Linked DNA regions of Hordeum vulgare: region 2 is linked to region 1. Evidence: chromatin contacts called from public Hi-C data. All regions are on one chromosome and are shown on one strand. Each heading gives the region's core, a stretch centred on a gene start, on an enhancer-like site or on the middle of the called end of the contact. The rest is flanking DNA. Distances are from core to core; before and after follow the strand shown.

What was found. A called contact is a pair of places that touch in the nucleus more often than the background predicts.
Region 2: a contact with region 1 is called in a Hi-C map of seedling, with 2.2 times the contacts expected there. The contact joins the promoter of LOC123451934 here to the promoter of LOC123451547 in region 1. A contact is called at or near these places in 1 of 6 Hi-C or Micro-C datasets (seedling) and 1 of 1 datasets of contacts at active chromatin or transcription factors (embryo).

The regions. Positions count from the first base shown.
Region 1 is chr1H:19,596,642-19,600,185 of MorexV3_pseudomolecules_assembly, reverse strand. LOC123451547 reads left to right here and starts at 1,856. Exons shown (of 6, transcript XM_045128264.1): 1 at 1,856-1,985; 2 at 2,083-2,147; 3 at 2,474-2,563; 4 at 2,659-3,544. The coding sequence starts at 1,892.
Region 2 is chr1H:19,816,841-19,820,384 of MorexV3_pseudomolecules_assembly, reverse strand. It overlaps LOC123451934 (probable glutathione S-transferase DHAR1, cytosolic), which reads right to left and starts at 1,549. Exons shown (of 6, transcript XM_045128535.1): 1 at 1,172-1,549; 2 at 985-1,075. The coding sequence starts at 1,514.

The DNA.
Region 1 (3,544 bases), core at 607-3,106:
CATATTCCACACTTCCATCGTCAAGCTTGGCGAAACAAGGAGGCACTCTAATGGTTATTGTGAAAACATTGGGTGGCGGAGGCGTCCTACTCTGACAATAAGCAACAACGAGAAACACACTATGGAATTAGTGTGTTGTGTTTTACAATGAACGATAAAATGACCATGCGATACTTTGCTCTCTTGCTTGGGCTTGGTTGAAAACAAAGTCTCAAGGTCGAAGTTGTCTGCCAAAAACCCGCCACCCATCTCCGGTTCAGGCACCACCTAGCTCATCTTAAATTTGTGGTCTGCCATCAAGAATCAGCCGAACCACAATGAGGTCTCCAGCAACAAGCAACACTAAAATAGCAGTAAAAAAAAGCAATAACAACAATCATCACCATGCAACATTGGCAATGGCACACAAGTATCAGAAGTAGAGCCGACACACAAGCAGGACCTTGGGAAGCAGATGCACACAACAGCAGTTTGGGCATCACAGGCAACATCATCAACTCTGAACTGGGAGCAACGGCAACACACAAGCAACAAGAGCAACGCAAAACTAGCAACAACGTACGCGCGAGACCGAGCCCTAGGCATGTAACTCTAAGGGGACGGGGGAGAGGGGGCGAGAGAGAGGGCCTAACCTTCATGGCCTGGATCCAGCCACTGCCATTGAGGACCACCAGGATTGTCGGCATTGAGGGCCACCCAACGCAAGTTGTTGTCGCCACCTGCCGTCCCCTTGGTTCTTGTGGGCGAGAGGAAAGGGAATCAGAACGAGAGGGGTATTTTGGACATTTCTTGTGGGACCCATCCAACAGAGGGCGAAACAATAAAGTTTGATATAACCGGTGACAATGGATCAATTACAATATAACCGGTGGCAAATTGTCAAAGCCCAGAGGAAGGTGTGGCAAAAAAAACCCAAAAAACAGATGGGATGTAGAAAAAAAGATGCATGGTCGGTTGGACGCCTCAGCCCGGGCTGGTCTTTTCTTTAACCAAATGGCATGGTGCCCTAGCGCCGTCATACTAAAGCATGATGCCTTGGTAGGCCGGGCCGGGCCGAGCCTAAAAAAGTTCATGATACAAAACTCAGGCTCGAGCCCCGTCCGATTCGACCGTCGAACCTAGCTTCTAGGCCCAAGCCCGACCTCAGCCCAGCCCGGTCTAATAAACCCGACCCGACGTAGGGTAAAATCGGCTTTTCGCAGGTCCAAACCCGACCCGGCCCGACCATTGGGCTGAAAATCTAGGCCCGAACCCCACCCATGGGCAAGGTCGGGTTTCCCATGAACAGGGCTAGCTTTGTGTGTATGTGGTGGCACGGTCAGCTCCGGCCGCAACACCCTTGACACGGGCAATGGCACCCCGGGGATGAAAAGAAAGGGCCAAAGGGGCGATATTTTGGAATATTTTCAAACTCCCAAGTTTCCCCAAAAAAGTTGTGCTGTATTGTGGAAATCCGGAGAGCCGTGGATGCACTTCCGCGGCGTGTTGTGCAGCCTCGGGTGCTCCCTCGCTCTCGCGCATGCTCACTGTGCGCGAGACTCGACCAGACCAGACCAGGGTGTGGGGCCCTCGGGCCCACGGCCCTTTTCAAACCCGAACGCCCCACCGCCCTCCGCTCCCCAGCCTCCCGCCCACACCCACACCCTCCTCGCTCCCTGACACCGCGGTCCACCTCCTCCTCTGACCCACGCGCAGGGACGATAAGGGTACGTCCCCACGTCCTTCAAGTCCAGCCCACTCCGCTGTCCTCTCACCGCCCGCCCGGCCATGCCTATGCGGGGGACCCGCCTCCCCCTGCGACGGCCGCAGTTCAAATCCTCTTGAAAGCGAGAGAGAGAGAGAGAGAGAGTGAGAAGCCCGAAAAGTTGTCACACCGGAAAAGGGGGAGGCGATGCTGCGCGGCGGCGCCGGACCGCGTGGAGGAGGAGGATCTGCGGCGGCGAGGCCCCCTCGCTGCCCCCACCCCCGCCCCGCGCCGCGCCGAGGTGAGCAGCGCCGCCGCCTCATCCCGCACGGCTACTTTCTGCTCCCACCTTTTCTCCCCTCCGATTTGAATCCGCCTTCGTTGTCGCCGTTGCGCAGCGCGAGTGCCGGCCGCCGCGCCGGGGATGGAGGATCCGGTGGTGTCTTCCGTCGAGGAATCCTCTGTAAGCCTCGCCGCCCGTCTCGCCCCCCTTTTCCTCCTCCTCCTCCTGTCACCTCTGTCCCCCAGCTCTGTCTCTCTTTGACCTGCTGCTGCTGCTGCTGCTCTCCCTTGGTCTTTGCTAGATTCATTAGTGGAGCATCTCCCGAAATGCAGATTCAAACTCCTAGTCCGGAATTTTCAAAACTAAATAATTAACTAGTGAGCATGGTTCGTTCATTTTTTTTAATAATACTAGATTTGAATGGCGCTAGCCCCTGGTTGACCATTGCTGATATGCTTTGACCATGAGTCCTGATGCTTCCGTTGTTTCATCAACTTTTTAACCAGTTCACATTTGAGTTCAAGAGAGGGTCCAAGAGGGCGAGGAAGGCGATGCCGCTGTCAGAGGCGCACAGAGGCAAAGACAACTGGGGAGCGGTAAGGAGGATCTCTGTGTCCACAAGCTAGTGTGCATTCTGTATACATATTTCGTTGCTGAAGCTGTGGTGCTGTGCCTTTCCTCTGTTTCGCAGGCAGTCAACATCAGCAACCAAAGCATGGCTTCTGCAAAGCCACACTTGACGAAAGAGGGGCCGGAGGAGGTGGAGTTCACTCACTGCGCGCCCAGCATCGTCGCGAGGCTGATGGGCCTTGACACCGTGCCGAGGTCCAAGAAGGTTCTTGACCGGTGCCAGAGTGACATCCAGAGCAACCCGCGGCTCAAGTTGTCCGGACGAGCCGAGGAAGCGGCCCGGGTTTCGTGCGAGGATCGGCCATGCCGGAGCAGCGGCGATGAGCTGCCGGAGCTGAAGGACGTTTTCGAGGTGACCGAGGTGGAGAACATGGCGATGCGCAGGGCGTTGCAGTCACGCGACGAGAGGCCGCGCCCAAGAAGCGACGATGCCGATCTCGAGTTTGTCAGGCAGAAGTTCTTGGATGCCAAGCGCCTTTCCACCGACGAAGGCCGCCGGAATTCCAAGGAGTTTGGCGAGGCACTTGAGATACTCTACTCCAAGAAGGACGTTTTCCTTGAAATCCTTCAGGAGAGCAGTATTGCCTTGTCAGGGTTCCCAGGGCACTTCCTTGGTTACAGTGGTTTGCAGTGCTCCCCCCATGGAACCAATGGTGCTGGTGCGCAATCGTTTGGGCAGGATATCCTTTGCAGAATGGAAGTTGGTAGTGAGCCCGGGGATCCTCTTTCTAGCATGCTTCTTGAGGAAACTTCAGATGTGTCGCTGGAGCATTCGGCACCAAATGGGAGCAGGCGTTCACGGAGGCCCTCGCAAATTGTTGTTCTGAAACCAGACCCTCAGAGGAGAAGTTGTACACCGGTTATAACAAGCCAAGAAGCATCGCAGTTTGGTCAGTGGGCTGGTGCACGATGGTTGAAGCCGCCACGCCATAGTACGCATAAGCAAG
Region 2 (3,544 bases), core at 300-2,799, 220 kb before region 1:
CAAAACAAAAATCAAGTCAAGCAATTTCCAATTCTTCCAAGCTTCTGCCTGGACAGTGCAAGTGCATTGGGTGAATCACCTTCAAGATGTAGTCCCCTAATCATACTCATAATTCATCCTATAAACTATATTCCTCTGAAGTGAGATTGAAATACTGAACCCCTTGTGCAGAAGCAAACAAAATACTATAGTTTTTGTCTAAAATTCTGAACCCCGTGTTCAGCAGTAACAAAATAGCACAAGCAAACAAAATAGTTTTCTCATTCTTGTTTATGAAAATTACCATAGAGATATTTAACTATGTCTCTTGTTTTTATCTGGATATATCTTAGGGTGACTTTCAGTTCTAGCACATTCTGCGTGGCACACCCAACCTAAGTCCAGGGCCACACATTCTGCACTAGATAGACCAAATCTGTCACATCACAGCAGGCATCTAAGGAACGCACAAAGCCTCGCCCACGGCGACCACGATAAAATGCCCAGTCCCGTGCTGTTCTGCTTCACCCAACGCGAACCAACTAGCACCGACTGAAGGCGGCAAATCGCTGTGGAATTGGGTCAAAACAAGTCGAAGAATTTCTACTTCTTTTTTCCATCGCAATGATTTACCCTTGCTGCGGAAGTAAACCAAGAGAGCTTCTGGTCCTTCTGTTTTTATTATCAAAATAATACTGAACCCCTTGCGCAGAAGAAAACCGAGAGAATTTCTAGCTCCTTTTTCACTGAATTTCTAGTCCCAACACAGTATCCGTGTACACCCAATTCGAGGGCCACATACTCTGCACCAGATAGACCAAATCTGTCACGCGTCACAGCAGGCATCTAAGCGACGCATAAGCCTCACCCACGGCGGCCATAGAAGAGGCTCAAAACATCAAGGAAACCAGACCAGTAACCCATCTATATATGAATTTTTTTTCCCGTCTGAGCCTGAAACTGAGATTCTGTTCTAGTGGGGAGGAGGGGGAGGGAGGGACGGACCAGTCGGGCTTGTTGCTGACGTCGATGAGCTTCATCTCGTAGGGCACCTTCTTCTCCTCCAGCGTGAGCAGCACCCTCTGCGAGAAGGGGCCTGCGCCCCCCAAAATCAAAAAAAAAAAAAAATCAGTCAGGGCTCCGCCGGCGAGTCGACCGGGCGACGAAGGTCGGACGGAAGGGGGGGACTCACAGTCGCCGAGCGTGTCGGGGTGGCCGACGGCGGCCTTGACGCAGACCTCGGTCATGTTGGCGTTGGCGGCGGAGGGAAGTCCGGTTAGCGCTACTAGCAGCAGTAGGGAGGCGGAGAGGGCGAGCGCGGTCGATCTGCGGCGAGGTCTGGGCGCGGTATTTATGAAGAGGGAGCGGAAGAAAGAGCTGGGATCGCCGGAGGCAGCGGCGCGCGGGGGGCGTGACCCTGGCGTGCGGGCCCGCGTGTCGGTGGTGGTGGACCGGGGTCTGGATGGTTCGGGAGCCGGGACCGGACCGGAGTACCGGACCGGCCCGGTCGGATTGAAGCACGGAAGGGCGAGCATGAATGAGGGGGGCTCACTGGATTCCCTTTTTTTTTCTGAAGGGGTGTACGTGGTAGATTACGTAAATATTTATTATTATATAGGCCGCGCGTGGACCGCGTGGAGCGCGATTTGGACGGGCCCCGCTGCTTTCGGCCGGTGGTGGTTAAAAAGCGCGGCAGGGGACAGGACCAGCCGGCCCGTTAAGAATGCGCAAGAGAACAAACGAGTGATCTTTACGCCAATTTTCGTGTTTTAACCTAAAGTCAAAAGGAAATACAGGTTTGACCTTCGTTTGAATTTTTTTTGCAAACCTGACCTCTTTACGTGACGCCAACGTCCTTGACGTCTGGTTTGCACTGGAGACATCAGGGACCCTGGCGTCTGGTGATGGCTCGATCGATCTGCCCCCGTTGACCAAATGACGTGGCAAAGGGGCCAGATGTCATTGGCCACGGCGTCTAGCCAGACCTTGCTCGGGTAGGTTAAGTAACTCCCTGGCCCGACCCACCAACCCACCCATCATCTTCCTCCACCCCCAGCCGCCAGAACTCATCTCTCTCTCTCTCTCGCCCCCTCTTCCCCTCACACCCTCCTCCCTTGATCTACTTCCTTCTTCACCAAAATCACTACATTGGATCCCCCAAAGCTTCGTTGAGGTAATCTATCCTAATCCCTTCATTTCTTTTTTGTTTCAACATCTTATTTTGATAGTATTTTTGAATATTATGTTATGTTTGATTAGTTGATTTGTTAGCATTTTTGTTGTATGTGTATTCAGTATCAATGAAACTTTGAAGGGTACTTTTCATTGTTGCAACCTATGCGTATCGTCTGTGTTATTATTTTATAGTTAAGCATTTTCATTCTTTTTCAGAGATAGGTGTTATTTTCTTCCAATTTGCAACGAGAAGCTTGCTTCACCAGCGACGAAAAAGGTTGCCTCACTAACCAATCAATGACCTAGCCATGGTTGTGATAGGACCCACACCAACCGTCCACCATATAGTGAGTGTGGTGGCACACACACCAACAGTCCACCACATAGTTTAGTTGGGTTCAGGACCCAGACGTCAAGGACCCTGGCGTCTGGTCATGTGGCCAAGACCAGACGCCAGGGTCCCTGGCGTCTGGGTGCGCACAACAGAAACCAGTAGGTTTGCACTAAATTTGACATATGAGACGCCAGGCAACGTGGCGTCTGGGTGCGCACAACAGACATCAGTAGGTTTGCACTAAATTTGACATCTGAGACGTCAGGGACCCTGGCGGCTGGCCCCTTCGTCACGTCATCTGGTCAACGGCAGGCTGATCGACTGGGCCTAGCCAGACGCCAGACACCCTGGCGTCTGGGTGCGCACAACAGACACCAGTAGGTTTGCACTAAATTGGACTTATGAGACGCCAGTTCCTGGCGTCTGGCCCCTTCGTCACGTCATCTGATCAACGGCAGGCTGATCGGCTGGGCCTAGCCAGACGCCAGGGTCCCTGACGTCTCCAGTGCAACCCAGACGTCAGGGACGTTGGCGTCACGTAAAGAGGTCAATTTTAAACCTAATTTTAAACTAGGGTCATATGTGCGTTTTCTTTGCACTAAAGGTTAGAAAAAAATCGGCCTGATCTTTATACTCTCTCTCTCTCTCAAAAAAGAGAGAGATCGAGTGCATGCCCTTCATTTTGTTAGGTTCAATAAAAGAAAAAAAAAAGACCGGTGATACTGGGTCCGTCTCTCTAGTCCAGCGCAGGGGGGAAAACATTTGGATTTCGTGTCTGTACAAGGCTTCAAGCACGGGCGGCTGGCATAGCGGCAAGGCCATCTTTCGTATTCGCGTGATGCGGTGTCAGTCATGCATTTAGCTATTTGTAGCCGTACGTACCTCCAGATGGGGTCGACTGCACCGGTGCTGTGCAATGCAATCAGTGTGTGCCGCAGGCTAGGTGGGGCACCGTGGCTCCACCGGCGGTAAGCCCGCCATCACCGTGTGTCGTGCATGTGCTTTTCATGCCCATCACCATCGGGAATGCATATCCGGTGCGTTGCGTCCATAACC